Linked DNA regions of Mus musculus: region 1 is linked to region 2. The links are chromatin contacts, called in public HiChIP or PLAC-seq maps. All regions are on one chromosome and are shown on one strand. Each heading gives the region's core, a stretch centred on a gene start, on an enhancer-like site or on the middle of the called end of the contact. The rest is flanking DNA. Distances are from core to core; before and after follow the strand shown.

Region 1 (2,780 bases), core at 117-2,616, 170 kb after region 2:
GAAACAGAAGGTTATGTGGAGGTGACTCGAACCCAGGCCTAAAGAGAACTGACTCACCTGAGACTCTGCCTGTCCAACAACGCTCAGTACATCCCTGGGAACCCTCAGCAGGGCCCTCAAAAGCCTAGGGACTGCAGGCCTCTACTCACACCCTCACCCTGAACAGGCCTCAATGTGCATGGGAAACACAAGTCCATGGAAGTCTCCTGAATGGTCAGGTACCCTTTGAGTGTCTGACATTTCAGGGCTCCTGCACACCTGACACAAACTCGCACTGATAAATGAGGGGGAGAAAAGAGGGGTCTGCATACAGGAGTTGAGGTGCCAGGAGTTCTAGGAGCCCCAAGACTATAGTAAGATTGACACAGGACACAGCTAGACTTGTGCAGTGTACACCCTGTACAGTGATTGGTACCTACAGGACCCAACAGGCCTGAGAATGGACAGGGCAGGAGACCCTCACAAACTCCACAGACCCATAACCTCAGATTCTGGAGAGACATGTTGGTTCTTTGAGCTTCTTGACAGCCTGATATGGGCAGAATGGGGTTGATATGCACACTGGGCTGTGGGGAAGTGGGGCCCAGACAGATACGCATATGGGCCCCTTTGTGGGCTAGTGTCTTGAGGCTGGCAAGTAGTATTGGGTAAGCAGGGCCCCTGGAGCCTTGGCTGTACCTCACTCATGATATGTGGTCAGCGAGACTTTGGGCATCTTTGGAGTTAGTCCTGTGTGTTCCACAGCCATACCTATTCTGGCAATGCAGCGAAGGTCCTTGGTCTCTAAGTACCATACACCAGAGTAAGCAATATAGCCCTGTCTGTCTGTCTCTCTCTCTTTTCTCTCTCTTCTCTCTCTCTCTTCTCTCTCTCTATCTCTCTCTGTCCTCTCTCCTCCCTCTCTCCTCTCTCTCTCTCTCTCTCTCTCTCTCACACACACACACACAAATGTAAAATAAAATTAAATAATTAAAAGTAGCTAGGGTATCTTCTAACATCTCTGTAAACCCAGTCCAGCACTGACCCCAGCACCCACCTTCAGAACTGCCACCTCTACCCGCTGTGACAGTTCTGCTGCTGGCATGGACACTCCCAGCTGGGTGGACTGCAATATTCATGCCTCATGTCTCTGAGTAACTTCTGCCTTCTATGCCTACTTCATGGAAGAGGAAACCATGGCTGCAAGAAGTTGAGTCATTTGCCTGCTGGCACAGCTAGGATTTGAGTCAAGCCCTGTGACTTGGAGAGAGAACTTTGTCAACTCTCAGTCCCATGTGGCTTCTAACTGGCCCGGCCTGGTACCCTGCATGGGAGACAACCCAGCTGTCTCTCAGCAGTCGATGTGACTTCAGGGTGGGTTGTACTCACAGGATGTGGTACCAACCAGATGTGGAAATAACAAGCTGTCTTCACAGTCCCAATATGAGCATATCTTGTAGACATTCTGCTTGGAAGATAGATGCCAGACGGTAACAACACCTCATGTGGCTCAGCTGAGTTGGCCCAGGAAGAACAGCTGCAGTTAAATAGGTGATTGTGTGGTTACAGTGCCTGCTGCATGTAGGAGAGGCCTAGGACCACATTTGTGTCCTCTGAGTTTTTGGTGTGAGCATTGGCCATTCACATTTGCTTGAGCTGTCCAGGCAGCAGCTCAGATTCGACTTCTTCTGCATCTGAGAGGTTGTCACCAAAGCGCTTGGTACTTACATGTCTGATTCTAACAAAGGGGGTAGGCATCTCTTCTACACCTGCACTTTGTCTTGTCCTTTGGATACCCTGGCTCTCTTGGCATCCCAGTCTGGAATCATCAGGTCAGGGAACTACTCAGCTTCCATAGCCCACAGCTCAGAGTAGAGTCTTATCTGTATCTGAGGAAATCTGACTGACACAGCCATGTTTCATGATGCACACCTGTCAAGATTCACCAAGGGTCTTGTTCCACAGAAAAGTGTGAGGCCCACAGCTCCTTCTGCCTTACCCACATCACAGTTCACTCTGGTAAAAATGCAGGCCTGACACAGTCAAGCTCTTTGCCTTGAGACCAAGGAAAAGGGGAAGTGCCTATGTGCTTTAACTTCCAGTTAGCACTAAACTAGAGATCCTGGCCATTGCAATAAGACAAACAAGGGGAGGGGGGCTTCCAGAATAGTGAAGAGCTCAGAAGCAAACAGAATCTTATTTGATCAGTAGCAAAAACTAGAATAACTTTAATATTAGGTATTGCATTTAGAATAGCACCACTCTCCAAACAAAACAAAACAAAACAAAACAAAAACCAAAAAAAAAACCCAAAACAAAAACCAAACAAACAAAAAACAAAAAAAAAAAACAACAAAAAAAAAACAACTCCATAGGACTAATCTAAGAAAAAACAGCCAAGAATCCATCCTGAAAACTATGGAACACGCCAGAGATGAGTTCCACATGTAATGGAGACTCACTATTAAGATGTCTATTGTCTTCAAGTTTGTAGATTCAACCCAATCCCAGTAAAAACCGAAGAGTTAAGCCTCAGGTTTATCTGGAATGTAAAGATCTAAAACATTTTTTAAATTAGCAAGCAAGAACAGGACTGAGGAGATACCTCCATGATTAATTAATGCTCTTGAACCATGAGTGTGAGGATGGGAGTTTGGATATTAATAACCTAATATCTAAAGTTATTCCTGCTGCTGTTCATATAAGAGCCTGTTTAAATGTCAGGCACAAGTAACAGTCCACCCGTAGTTCCAGCCCCAGAAGGCAGAAGCAGGGGAATCCCCAAAGCAAGTTGGCTGGTG
Region 2 (2,700 bases), core at 58-2,557:
ACTTTTTACTTGGTGTAGACTCTTCTGATGAGCAGTGTGAGCAGCGTGAGCAGAGTGTGAGGGACTCACTTTATTTTCCTGAGAAACCATACTTGCCTGTCATGGCGAGTGCTCACTGCTCTATCCTTCCTGAAGTTTGTGATTTTATTTTTATCACGGAAGTTTTACTCCTAGGAGACATTCTAGGCTGTTCTCCAGGCTTATCTCTTCTTCAGTCAACATGCCATCATGTTCATCACCAGACTCAAACTTCTCTCTTCTGTCTGACACAGTAGTTCTCATTTTCAAAAAGCATTTTGTTATAGTTAAGGATTCATTTGCACAGATGAAATTCAGTTCAAGTGGCGTGTTTACTTATTCAGCCCTCCATCAATTACAGTGTTGTATCTCTGGTCTCTTTTATACAGGAGCTGATTAACTTGTTAGCAATTGTTGCCTAAGGAACTTACTGTACTGTGGAATACTCTTTAAAACTATACTTTGGAAGGTATCTCTGATGGAAATGATGAGAAAACTAACTTCAATTTCTGCTGTTTGAAGAGTGGGTGCCTGTGAGATTGGAGCGCTTGGACAAAGTGGCTCCTCCTGCCGGCCAGCCCTTCGGAACCACCTGATACTTGACTGTGTATGAAATACTTCAGTTTTGCTTTAAATACTGGCAGCAAGTGCTAGCGTTCGGGGTTGGGGATTTAGCTCAGTGGTAGAGCGCTTGCCTAGCAAGCGCAAGGCCCTGGGTTCGGTCCTCAGCTCTGGAAAAAAAAAAAAAAAAAAAAAAAGACAAAATAACAAAAAGACCAAAAAAAAACAAGGTAACTGGCACACACAACCTTTTTCATTTTCAAAGACCCCCCCCCAAGGGCATTTTCATGTCTGGGGGCAATATTTATTATCTGCCCTTTAGGATATCGCAGTATCAAATCGTTTCCAGCCCTCAGGGAGGGTCCGGTGCAGTGTACAGATGCGGTGATTGACAGTCCGGTGACAGCAGAGGATGCCGGATACTCCTCCCTCCTTGAAGCCTGCCCCTTGGGCCCTTCCTCCATTTCCTGGGAACGCCCCTGTGCCAGATCTTTGGTAACTTTTCTCATTTCTTTAAGACCCACGTTTGTGAATTCGGTCCCATCTGTTTGGATTTTGAAAATAAAAGCAGGGTTCGTCTGGACACCGCGAGCGACCCAGACGACGTGCCCCAAGCGACCTGACCCGCCCCACCCACCACGGAGCGAGCGGTACCAAGGAGGAGGAGCAAGGCTTCCCTCGGGCTAGCCCCGCCCATGTAGCATCTACCCATGCGCAGTGGGATGGGCTTTTTTTTTTTTTTTGGCTTCTTTAGCTTGCCGTCCTTACCCGCCCTGCTCCGCGCGGCATACACGGAAGTGTCTTCTTCATTCTGACAATCCGGGCGTTTGTGATCGCGTCTCGCCAGTTGGCGATTACTACACAGAATGAAAGGAATGCGAGGGCCGGGGGAGAGCCGAGACACCGCCATGGCCGTGGAGCAGGACATATTTGACGCCGTCGTGATGGCGGATGAGAGGTGGGCAGAGAGACCCGGCTCCGCCCCGCCCCGGCAGCTGCTGGGCAGTCCTCGGGGATACCCGCCTTCGCCATCTGCGAGCTGCCACTTTTTCTTGTCCTTTAATTGCCGCACATACGGCGGTATTCATGGGTCTGCTGATGGATATGTCGGGCAGGCCCCTTTGGATCCTGAAAAGTCCCCAGGGAACGCCTGGGCGGGACGGTGGCCCAGGTCATCTTGGCCTCTCCAGGCTGGCTGCTCATTGTGGGTTGGGTACCTCCCCGGGTGACTGCTCAGGCTCGGTTTAGGGAGTCGGGTCCTGGCAGATGCCCACGCCCCCAAATGGGGAGCTGTTCACTGCCTCACATGGGGGCTTCCAGAACATTCCTTCAACAGCGCCGGCAGCAATTTATTGCCAGTTTGAGGGTTGAACTCTTAGACACAATAATACCCACCTACCCAGAGCATCCCAGTGGTGGCATACTGTCTTGATCTTGGGGACATTTTCTGTACCTCTACAGAGGTGTGAGGAGTCCTGGGTGCTTGGAGTGTTTTAGAAACAAACAGGTTGAGTTATGATGGCATGTAGGCTCAGATGCACCTACCCTCACACCTACATTTTCAAAAGTAGATTCCTAGTGTGTTCCGAGCTTGCTTGAGTTTGTATCTTTACATTTTCCTTGTGGGTTCTGGTGCTCGGCTGGGTTTGGTAGTCATCTGTGTAGCCTACCTACAGTTACAGATGATAACCTGGCTTTCTAGGGGTTGGGGCTGTAGTTCAGTTAGTAGAGTGTTTGCCACAGAATGTAGCCCATATGTATCAGGGCTCCTCTTGGAGATGGTGGCACACACCTGTAATCTCAGCATTCAAGAGCTAGAGGCAGGGCTGCTTGAATTGGAGGCCAGCCTTGGCTGCACAGTGAGATACTGCCTCAAAAATGGGACTAATGGGCACAGTAATGGGCCAGGGTGTAGAAGAGCTAGACCTAGAAGCTGTATTCTGTGACTTGAGTTTTAAGCTTTTCCTACTACCCAGACTGCTGGGTCCAGTGGGATCTGGATAATACAAGGCAGGAAGAGGTATCTTGCCTGATGATGTGTGTTTCTTTATCACAGATTCCATGGGGAGGGATATCAGGAAGGCTATGAAGAAGGCAGTAGCTTGGGGATCGTTGAAGGAA

What was found. HiChIP or PLAC-seq counts read pairs in DNA pulled down with a chosen protein or histone mark.
Region 1: an H3K4me3 HiChIP or PLAC-seq map of bone marrow-derived macrophages shows a contact between it and region 2, with 2.4 times the contacts expected there. The contact joins the enhancer-like site here to the promoter of LTO1 in region 2. A contact is called at or near these places in 1 of 39 promoter capture datasets (liver), 5 of 484 Hi-C or Micro-C datasets (the AML12 cell line, bone marrow-derived macrophages, embryonic stem cells and 1 more), 10 of 115 datasets of contacts at active chromatin or transcription factors (the SCID.adh cell line, bone marrow-derived macrophages, double positive thymocytes and 4 more) and 2 of 9 other capture datasets (adipose tissue and liver).

What each region holds. Positions count from the first base shown.
Region 1 is chr7:145,088,230-145,091,009 of GRCm38.p6, forward strand. No RefSeq gene overlaps it. Among named protein-coding and RNA genes, the nearest start is that of Gm46023, 21 kb to the left of the region's middle. Within about 2 kb of position 1,367, at least 69 of the 459 cell types and tissues checked have an H3K27ac peak or open chromatin away from gene starts, as enhancers often do. A contact at or near this core is called in bone marrow-derived macrophages, double positive thymocytes, liver and 2 more, where this site is marked.
Region 2 is chr7:144,913,793-144,916,492 of GRCm38.p6, forward strand. It overlaps LTO1 (ABCE maturation factor), which reads left to right and starts at 1,308. Exons shown (of 4, transcript NM_001357869.1): 1 at 1,308-1,537; 2 at 2,636-2,700. The coding sequence starts at 1,446. Bc1 (brain cytoplasmic RNA 1) reads left to right here and starts at 678. Exons shown (of 1, transcript NR_038088.1): 1 at 678-831.